Linked DNA regions of Mus musculus: region 2 is linked to region 1. The links are chromatin contacts, called in public HiCAR-type maps. All regions are on one chromosome and are shown on one strand. Each heading gives the region's core, a stretch centred on a gene start, on an enhancer-like site or on the middle of the called end of the contact. The rest is flanking DNA. Distances are from core to core; before and after follow the strand shown.

The links. HiCAR-type assays count read pairs that join an accessible place to other places.
Region 2: a HiCAR-type map of astrocytes shows a contact between it and region 1, with 2.5 times the contacts expected there. The contact joins the enhancer-like site here to the promoter of Per2 in region 1. A contact is called at or near these places in 3 of 39 promoter capture datasets (the 3T3-L1 cell line, the C10 cell line and embryonic stem cells), 2 of 484 Hi-C or Micro-C datasets (the P5424 cell line and cortical neurons) and 4 of 115 datasets of contacts at active chromatin or transcription factors (astrocytes, embryonic forebrain, extraembryonic endoderm stem cells and 1 more).

Annotation. Positions count from the first base shown.
Region 1 is chr1:91,456,086-91,461,523 of GRCm38.p6, reverse strand. It overlaps Per2 (period circadian clock 2), which reads left to right and starts at 2,196. Exons shown (of 23, transcript NM_011066.3): 1 at 2,196-2,351. It overlaps Gm35591 (a long non-coding RNA gene), which reads right to left. Exons shown (of 3, transcript XR_003948694.1): 3 at 3,754-5,438.
Region 2 is chr1:92,450,864-92,456,301 of GRCm38.p6, reverse strand. It overlaps Ndufa10 (NADH:ubiquinone oxidoreductase subunit A10), which reads left to right. Exons shown (of 10, transcript NM_024197.1): 9 at 4,183-4,291. Among named protein-coding and RNA genes, the nearest start is that of Mir6900, 11 kb to the left of the region's middle. Within about 2 kb of position 2,536, at least 14 of the 459 cell types and tissues checked have an H3K27ac peak or open chromatin away from gene starts, as enhancers often do.

The sequences.
Region 1 (5,438 bases), core at 947-3,446:
TTTAAAAACTGTGTCTTCAGGGCTGAAGAGATAGTTTAGCAGTTAAAAATACATATTGCCTTTACGGAGGACTCAGGTTTTGGTTTCCAGCACCCATGTGGCAGCTCACAACAATCTATAACTCAAGCCAGTGTGGGATACAGTGTAAAAATCCAAACCGGGTGTGGTGGCGCACGCCTTTAATCCCAGCACTCGGGAGGCAGAGGCAGGCGGATTTCTGAGTTCGAGGCCAGCCTGGTCTACAAACTGAGTTCCAGGACAGCCAGGACTATACAGAGAAACCCTGTCTCAAAAAAAAAAAAAAAAAAAAAAAAAAAAAAAAAAAAAAAAAAAGAAAGAAAGAAAGAAAGAAAAGAAAGAAGAATCCAACCAAAACCAGAGACAAATTAGATTCCAAAGAGTTCTAGAGTCCCCACAGTATTGTGTTTCCAAAAGAATTGATTACTATGTCTTTCTAGACTTACTGGTGGAAATAGAAAAGGCTAAACTTAGGGAGGAACTGTGACATTACATTGCAGGCCAAATGTAGAGCAAGACAAGAAAAAGCTGAGCATGAAGGAGACTCTGCCAGGTGGATGAGCTGTGTACTCTTGTTTCCAGAACAATGTAGCCACCATTGCCGTCAATGTAAGCGAGGAAACAAAAGGCCCTTTGGGTGTGTGCAGGGTGCAGCTTGGCCCAGCTCTGCTCAGTGTTTGTGTGTGTTGGGGAGTGTGGTGAGGTGTCAGTGTCAGAGGAACCAGAGGTGCTGCCCTGCCCCCTGCAGTGTGAGTCAACATCTGGCTTCCCAGGGCTTCTTTGGAAAGGGCTGCTGAAATGAACTTAGTCTCTGCCCCCATCTGCATCTGAGGAATTGCATGCCTGTCCTGCCAGGCAGACAGAAAGAAGTAGCTCCCACACGGAATTCTTGAATGTGGGTTAGCCGGCTGTGTACACCAGCAGCTCAGTTTGTTAGCAGACTTCTGTTGCTAATGTTTGCCTCCTTTCCATTCCTGGTTCCTAGGACACCCCAGGGGAAGATTCAGAGTAGTGGATGCTACTAGGCTTCAAGTTCCCTGGCAATGACAAATGACCTTTTTACCCTTGGAAGACGTGACAAGCTTGCCTTCTCCATCACACCTTGCATGAGTCTTTAGGTTGTTCTCTGTCAGCCTCAAACCCGCTCCGAGGAAACTTCTACTCCCTCCTTTGACCCTTTGGACAGGAGCCTGAACGCTTTAGTAGGCTTCCAGACAGTGCTCTTGAAAGAACCAAATAGCTTCAACCAAGGTTCCACAGGGGCAGGGCTGTCCTATCACTGGAGGAGTACCCTCCCCTGACTAGCTAGTGTCTGTAGCTTCCACTTCAGAAAAGCCCTGCTGTTCCAGATGCACACCCCGCTTCCATAGTTCCTGTAAGGTTAATAAACTACACCACCGCATTTGGTTAAGCTTCCCTGTAGAACGTCAGTCTTCTCTCCCTATGTGATTGAGGGCAGGAAGAAATCACTTCTTTCCTTTGTATCTCTGCACGGCAATTATGACCTTATTTCCTGAATCAACACTAACTAGCAACACGCAGTTTCAGAAACAAGAAAGGCTAAGTGGGAGTTTTGTGCTTTGGCCCATCTGGAATGACGGTCAGCCTGGGGGGCCTGTCCTAGGGTCACCCAGCCTGTCCTGGGAAGGTGCTCAGCAGCAGATCCAGAGGGGCCGTCCTATTTGCCCTCAAGCGTCTCGCCATGAATGAATGAGAGGGGAAATGAATGAACTGGGCTGGATGAGCGAAAGGTGTCAGCAGAGAGCATTCTCGGTCCTTCGGATTACCGAGGCTGGTCACGTCGTCGCAGGTGATAGGCCGGTGGCCCTGGTCTCTGCCGGCTGTGAGTTGCGCAGCGGCCAAGCACCATTCCCCCGCGCCGCAGTGGTACGCGCCACTCCGGGGCTGCACGAGCGGGCCACCGCCGTGCCAGGTGAATGGAAGTCCCGCAGGCCGGAAGTGGACGAGCCTACTCGCCCGGGCGCGGGGGGGCGCAAGAGCGCGCAGCATCTTCATTGAGGAACCCGGGCGGCGAACATGGAGTTCCATGTGCGTCTTATGTAAAGAGAGCGACGGGCGTCTCCACCAATTGATGAGCGTAGCTCTCAGGTTCCGCCCCGCCAGTATGCAAATGAGGTGGCACTCCGACCAATGGCGCGCGCAGGGGCGGGCTCAGCGCGCGCGGTCACGTTTTCCACTATGTGACAGCGGAGGGCGACGCGGCGGCAGCGGCGCTACTGGGACTAGCGGCTCCGGGCGGCTGCGGCGCAGGCCGAGCGCACCAAGTGACGGGCCGAGCAAGGGACAGACGCGCGGGTTGACGCGGCGAAGCGGTGAGTGGCGCGGCGCTGGGCGGTGGCGCGGTGCTGGGCGGTGGCGCGGACCTGGACGGCCGTGGTCGTCTTACGTAACCGGCGGCTCGGACAGCTGGAGCTGGGGTCCTGAGCCAGGAGTTGCCGACTGTGCAAACGGCTGCAACTCGGCAGAATGTAGATGGAACTGCGCGGTGACCCTTTTCCAGGTTCACACTGCTGTCCCCATTTCTCAGGTTAGGCACTGAGGTCGGAGAGATTAGTTAGGCATCTTGTCCGAGGACACAGAGACATTGAGTGATCACGACACCAGACTGAGCACGCCGACTCCCATGGTGCTGTCCAAGGAAGCCAGGGTCAGTGCAAACTGTTCCTAGGATGGGTCCAGAGGGTCCCCTAAGGAGCTGGCTTCCTGCTATGAGTTCAGAGAGTCAAGTCTGGCCCTGGGGGAAGGACCACTGGTAGGCACTGACTCCCAGCGGTGGGAAAGGGGTTAAACAGAGAAATACCCAGTGCCAAGCCACACCTGCCCCTCCCCGCCCCTATGTCAGGGAGACCACTTTGTCCACCCACTTTGATTTCCGTGGCATCCTCCACGCCAGTATTTCCTGTCTCCAGATGGACTGGGAGTATGTCAGGAGAGGGGGGAGAGGTCCACTCTTAAGCTGGAGCAGTCACATCGTCATCCTTTGAGACATACCTTGGCTGCCAAGCACAGACATGGACCAAGAGGTGGGCGGTGGCCTGCTTCTTCTGCAAGAACCCTGGTTGCCAGGGTTTCTGTAACGTATACACAAGGAACCAGTTTGGAAAGCTGATTCATACGGAACAAGGGAGCCAGAAGGCTCCCTGGAAATCATCCAGGGTAACCCCTAGCTTGAAGAGGCACAGCCACAGGCTGGCAAGCTGTACCACTGTAAAAACCAGGCCTGGCAGTCTCAGGATCTGTTTCTCCTCCTTGGTCCACATGCTTACCAGAGGTGCAAACCTGAAGGGAAGCATGTCCACTCTGTCTTAGTCTCTGGAGTCTAGGTCGGATTCGTCTGATAACCAGAGTCTGTCTGCCTCAAGGCTTTAATTTAAAAAAGTCGGTTTTGTGTGTGTGTGTGTGTGTGTTTTAAGATATGGAAAGCACCACTTTGTGTACGTTGTTGGAATCTAAGAAAGCCAGGGACTCCTTTATTTTAATGGTAGCTGTACAGTGTGCCCGAATGGAATGGTACTGTGGGTGGCTGCAGTTATCTGTCACTGTCATCTTGGTGTGATTCATTGGTACATAAGTGGCGCAGCTCAGGCTGTGTGTGGAGGCTGGAGTACTGAGCAATGAGGGAGCCCTGCATCAGCCAGCTGGCAGCTACTGGGTACCTCGGCTTACCCTGGGCTCCAGTTTCCTCATCTGAGACAGTCTCTGAGATCTGGCCCTGTGCACGTTTGGAGTTCTGTATCTGCAGACCCTTTTCTCAGGCACCTGCCTAACTAAGATGTGAGAAGTTTGTGAAACCCTGCTGGTGTCACATAACGTCCCTGTGTGAGACGTAGCTGCTGTGCTTAAATGAACTAGGAGAGGTTCCTGATATTTATACAGCTCCTCTCTCAAACTCCAAACCTAGAAAACCCTGAGAGGTATGGGAGCCTATTATAATGGTATAATTTCCTCCAATCTCAGTGGACCCCCGGCTCCAGCTCTGAGGAGCTGGTGAATGGCTGAGCATGGAGAAAGAAGAAAGAGCCTCACTAGATATTGGAGTGACCCTTGAAAATGACTGTGTTAAGTGACTAGAAACGCATAGCCCACAGCCCTGCGGAACCCTCTTCACCCAATGCTTGTGGGAAGCTGCTTAGCACCAGACTCCTGGGAGAACAAGTGGGTGCAGAGAGCCTCTGCTGGCCTGTCCCCAAGCCATGGCACTTCCCACTGGGGATGTGGCCCTCACGTGAAGCCTTTTGCTCATGGAGTATGATCCTAACAAGCCGGTCACTATAGGCAACTCTAGAGTCTAGAGCAAGTTAGAAGCAGGGAGAGAGCCACACAATTGACTTTTAAAAATTTAATTATTTCTGTGTGTATATGTATCATGTGTGTGGAGAGATCAGAGGACAAGTTGAAGGCCTTAGTTCTAGGGCTCAGACTCAGGTTGTCCAGTCTCTGCAGCAAGTGTCTTTGCCCCCTGAGCCATCTCGCCAGCCCTCACTTAATTATCTTAGCCCTCTGGGCTTTGTGAAAAACGGGGGGGCCTATTCCATGCAACACCTGGTCAAATAAGATCAGCTTAGGTCCTCAAGGTCAAAGGTCTGGACTTCTTAGGCCCCACCAGCATTCAAGGAGTTCCCTCCCACCTCAGCCACCACCAGGGTCTGTCACGTAGTAGGTACATCAGTAATTGCAGCTTGGTACCTCAACATAGGTAAGGACTGAAGAGCCTGTGGGGGAGTCCTAGAGTGGCAGCACCCCGCCCCCACACCTCCTTCCCCTCCTTATTTGGACAGCCCTGGCCACATTTTCCTCCCTTACCCAACCGTCACCATGGTGAGCATGGCTGTTTATTTAACAGGACAAACATTTTCTTCGGATTGCAGCAGGCAGGCCCCAGGGAGTTGGCTCTTACCAGGAAGTAGAAAACATGTTATAATATTTGAGGTTGTAAAATACTGTGGGGTTCGCAGACTCGAGGTACAGGCTGTCGGGGCCCCCTGTTATATAAAGTTGGGAAACAGTCAGGAGTTTGCTGGGTTGTGACTAGCCGGGTGTAGGCTGTTCTTGCCGGCTGGTCAGAGGGTTCAGGGACGCATACCAAATGGGGATCTTACAATGTGTGCGTCTTTACTATTCTCTTAAGGAAGTAGGTTCCTTATTCTTTTCCCTCAGAAAACGTATTCATTTCCCTCTTAAGCAGGAGGCGGTGAGGGTGAGAGGACCTTATGTCTGACCCTGGTTGGCAGTGGAAGCTGGAGCCTTGTCAGGCTCTGCTGCTGGTCCTGGACCTGTTTTGTCATCGTGGCTTGCTGTGTTTTTAACCATTTCTTGTGGAAAGTGTAGCTAGCTGCAGAGGCTGAGAGAGCAATACTGTGAACTCCCAGCAGCCAGCCTGGGGTACCCTCCCCCACCCC
Region 2 (5,438 bases), core at 1,287-3,786, 990 kb before region 1:
TTGGCAGAGGAAATTTCAAGAGAGTATAGCATTGAGTCTGTGGTTAGGTTATTATTGATAACCCGTATATAGTTCTACACTGAAAAAGAGCAAATGGAACAGAAAGAAATAACAACATATATAACCTGGAGGAAAATAAAAGCACTAGGAAGTTTAATGTTTACAGCCAAGGCATCTCTGTCAAGAGAGGCTTTAATTGTTTAAATAGATTAGTTAAGGCCAGTCCACATTGGACTGTCCCTCATTGGAGGGTAAGATGCCCAGGAAACAAGACCTCATACAGCTAAGCTTCTACCTTATGAGGAAGCTTCAACATACCGATGTGGTCAAAGGCAAAGAGGGCCCATCCCAAGCTAGCTGCTGATCTTGGCATGTTATCTAAATGGTATTGGCCCTAGAGGCGTGAAATACACAAGAATTGAGGAGTCAGGAATTCTTCCGTAGTTTCAGGGAGCTATGAGTCCAGGAAGTGTGTGGCAGAGGAGTCCTGCATGAAGGACAGCCCTAAGAGGACAGGAAGCCATATAAGATTGCTGCATGAAGATGAGAAAATGAAGGGTGGTTTGCAGTGGAAAGCCCAGATGGTGGAGATGCTGTGAGATGTCTGTCAGGAAGTGGAGCTGCTGCAGCACTCTGAGCCTGTCTGTGCCTGTCTTGCCCTGCTCTGTCATGTGCTTGGGATAGAGTCTGAGGCTGTTGGGCCCCTCCATTTATGCTAACCCTCACTTCTCCCCAAAGACTACTCTGAAGGCTGATGTACTACTCTGTTGTGGTTTCTCTTCTGATCCTGTTGTTCTCTGCTGGAGTGGTTTGGTGCCTTCATTTTGGATCTCTGCTTCTGGTCAGTTCCTAACTGCCCTCACTGTTTTCCAATACACCTCCAGAGGTTCGTCTGTTTTGTTTACTTGTTTTTAGGTTAAGAGAGTTCCTGTTTCCTCTTTATGAAGAGTGCTCTCAAGCACTAACATTTCTGTTCCTGGATTAGCTCAGAAACTGCAACCTCTGTCCTGCTCTAGCACCTGGTGACCTGAATCCCAGTGTTGAACTTTATATTCTTCACAGCCTGCAAGGTTATTACTGTCTTGTTATCACCATGACACCTCCTCTTAATGCCCTGAGTCTGTTACACAAATGTCTTGTGATCCTTGCTTTTTAGAATCAGTTAACTGGGCAGAGTGTATGAGCTAGCATTAGGGCACGAGGACTAAGATCCAAACAGACTCACTGCGACTAGGGAGTATTTCTGGCTTTTGACCTCCCACAGATAATACCATATCATTTTCTAAATTTGATCTGAAACACATGTTGATCTGACCCGTGCTTAAAATTCATAATTTTGGTATTACTTAGTTATATGGTTATCAGGGTATAGAGCTGTGACCTGTAATTTTCCCAGAGTTTGTGAGTTACAACATCCAATTAATTGCTTGTATTTCATTTACTGTGGCTTTGTCCTTTCCCTGTGTTGTGCCCTCTCCTCAGTTTCATAAGTTTTCAATGGTAATTGTGCTGATCTTAATTTCTTGAGTGAAAATTATGATCTGTTTCTGAGACAATTGCTGTAAACATGCCACTTGCCAGTTAGACTTATTTGGTCCAGACTTGACCAAATTATCGTTTTAGAACATTTCTGTTTAATTTCAGCTACATTTCAGTGCACCCCCCACCCCCACCCCCATACCCACCCTCCCAGCCCCACCTACTGCCCATGAGGCTCATTGCAGCTGCTGGAAGTTTCCAGACAGAGATCTAGTACTGTGGTGATGGATGCAAGTTCTCCACAGGGTTTCAGGCAGAACTACAGTTCAGGAGGAAGTAAAAACAGCCTGTGGAAAGTGGGAGAAAAGTGGCCTCTCTCCTATGGGAGAAATATTCAGCCATAGAACCTTAATTGCTGTTCTGTACTTTTCTGTTGTCGTGCCTCAGTGCCTCTGGTTAAAGCCGTCTGCCCATGGCACTAATCAGCCTGTGACACTTCGTCACATCATAGTTGGACACTGGTGTGGCAGGAACATTGTTCTCAGATGGGTTTCTCCATCTGTAGCGTTGAAATGTGTTTATTGCGTAAGCATAGCTCCTTATCAGCTTTGTGTTCTGAATCATAGAGGCTTCCCAGTGCCTTTAGTTCTTCATTATCTCTGATCAAGGATGTTATCTCTAGCCTATCTGACAAGTATTTACCGGAGATGTGCTGTGTCTCTCTTCATCCTGTGAGCTCTGCTAAGAGTTGTTTCTCCAGGTTTAAGTAAGGTACACAACAGAGTACTTTTAAAGCCTTCTTGTTCTTTTTCTGGGGCATGTGTAAATTGTAATTCTGGCAAATCATACATAGATGGCGCTGTTGTTCTATAGTTCACATACTTCCAGGACACCCTCCTTTGATATTTGTTAACATTTAAGGTGTACTTCATTTTTAGTTGAAATATTTTGTTACCACTTCAACAGAATTAACAGTAGCAGGTACAGAATAATCCTGTGTTACAGTAGAGAGCTGTGTGTGTATGCTGCTAGCAAGTCATGAAGAGCACGAGAAGGTTGTCAACTTGTTGCTGTAGAGAGGGAGTGCTCAAAAGTAGTGCTGAGGCCAGGCCTTGGCTCTGTGGAATTTCATGTAACAGCTAATCAGAGCAAGCTTACAGAGCAGGGCTAATGTGTCCTCTACAGACTCTACTGTTTGTATGCTTGAACTGTTTTTAAATGTTTTCATTTCTTTTGGCAGAAAAAAACCAACTGGATAGGATATGAAAGCTAAGAAAAGCAATCTTAATCTTTGACAGTGTCTATCTAGTATGGGCACTCACCTAAACCAGTGCAAACCACGCAGGAGGACGGGCAGGCAGGGCTACCCGAACAACTGTGCTTGGGGGATTTGAATCGCTCGATCATTGTGGGAGTGGCGCATTTGCACTAGGACATTCCTGCCACCAACTAAGTTCAGCCTTACCACAGTCATCATTTCTCTGTGATTTCTTGTGGAAGCAAGCGTGACCCACGGACCCATGCACCATGCATTCCTCTTAGGTTCTAGTTCTGTGGGGACCTGGCTGTCGCCTACGGGTTTATATAGTGAGCCATCTAGCCACCAGGAACCAGATACAGTTATAGAATCTACACTTGGAAATTGCAGACAAGAAACATCCTCTCTTGCCTTTACAACTTAGGTATAGCTAAGAATTTGTTGAAAATAATTACTTTGTTTCTTGAGCCTGTAAGATTAAGAAAGGCTTTAGTGCCTTTTCCCCTCAGACATTTGTCTCCCCAGGTAGCCCAGGCTGGACTCAAACTTGTGGCAGTTCCTTTGCCTTAGCTTCCCAAGTACTAGGGTGTCTAGCGCATGACTATGCCCAGATTTAATTTTTAAAAAAAGAAAAAAATGGGGAAAAAAAAGGTTTGTCTCTTCAAGCATAGTGCTTATGTTGAACCCATCTTTGAAGAGAATGGGATGTAACAGTTGTATAAACGTTCTTGAATCAGCAGAATGAAATGGTAAAGCAAGGGAGAAGCCTACAGTTGGTATTAGTAGTACCAGAAATGAATCTACCCTTGATAAATATGGCCCAGTGTGCTACCTAGCAAGTTCCATGTGGTACTGTCACTTGGCTTTCTAATGAGGGCATAGTGTGCATAACGTGGGGACTACCATCTGCTGGTAGATTACTCCTGCTATTGTGTGTGAAGTACACATTGGCTCCATTTTTCCATTTCCCAAACCCTTCATCGAGAGCCCACTATCTGAAGGTATCAGGGCTTCTCAGAACTCCCTCAGTTCTGGAGCTGTTTAGCAGAGTGGCTACATGACCCCAGAGATCTTTAAGAGAAGTGGTGCCTTGAACATGCCTGCTTGTGAACAGCACTTAGTTAGTAGTAGTGGTGTTGTTGTTGTTTTGGGGTTTTTTGTTTGTTTTGGGTTTTTTTTAAAGATTTATTTATTTTTATGTGCATTGGTGTTTTGCCTGCATATATGTCTTGCGAGGGTGACAGATCCCCTGGAACTGGAGTTATAGACAGTGGTGAGCTGCTGTGCAGTTGCTGGGAGTTGAAGCCAGATTCTCTTAGCATCCAGTGCTTCTAATTGCTGAGCCATCTCCCCAGTCCCTGTAGATACATGAAGAGTTAAGAATATTTGTCTAATGGTACTTATTTTGATGGCTTGTTGTAATCCATGTTTGTCTTACTTTTCAGGGTTCAGGATAAGACAGAAGTGCTGAATTACACGACCATTCCGGTCTACCTCCCAGAAATCACTATTGGAGCTCATCAGGGTAGCCGGATCTACAACAGCTTCAGAGAGGTGAGCCCTACTATGGGAGCAAAGTCAGGGATACATGTGACCACTAAGCCACCTCCGTGAAGAGTGGATCAGCTGCTGTCCCCCTCATTTCTAGTGATAAAGCACCGGATCCAGTGTCCTTTCTAGGTACATTGTCTTGTTGGACACATATCCTCCATTCACTAGCTGATGGCTCTAGTTCTTCACAGCTACATCCAGTGTCACCTTACTCCTCACAGTGTATCTCTGAGGTTTCCATTTGTGAGGCCTTACATTTGTATGTTTGTGAGGCCTTACATTTGTATGTTTGTGAGGCCTTACATTTGTACATTGCAGCAACGGTGCCGGACTGATGCACACATGGAAATAGCATCTCTCCCTCCTCGTGACTTTCTCTAGTTTATACATCTTCTTCACAAGTCTTTTGTTCCTCCATTGCTATTTCTAGCTGTGTAGGCAGGGTCAGGGACCTAACAAGACCAGTAGCCTGCACCAAGTAGCATCATGGAATAGGAAGAGTGTCCTCTGTCCGTCATCTGCTGTAGCATGTTGGTTCTTGGAAAGTGTGGAACACATGGGTCTGCATCCGGAGACAGCTGCCTGCACTCCTGTCAGCAGCAGCAGAGGCTACAGACCACTGAGCTTTGATTAAGGGGTTCAATGTGGCTGTTCCCCCTCCTCCCTCCCTTACTTGAAGGACTCAACATTTTCTTTTAAACAAGTTCTTTGAGCCTTTTTGAAAATAATTGTATTCACCATATACATTTGGGAGCTATCTCCTGACCATGGTCTGTGTCTGGACTGACATCTTACCTGAGTGGATACAGCTGCTCCCTATGGCCGCCAGGTCCCACACTCCCTACCTCCCTCTGCCAGCTGCAGAAGGATGGTCTACAGCATTGTGGACCTGCCTCCCTCTGTCAGCGTTGGCCTCACTGATAGTGGGTGTGTGGTTGGCGAGGTGGATAGTACTTTCCATCTTGTGCCTTTGACATTACTGCCTGTACCCATATCAACAGAGCTTGCCTTCAAGTTTCTTCTCAGGAATGTTGCTCCAGCACCTTAGACTGTCTTCAGCTAATATTTGCCCAGGATTTATTTTCTGTTCCCTTTCACGTCAGCCTTTCTCTGGTTATCTGAAGGTATTAAAACAAACAAACAAAACCCT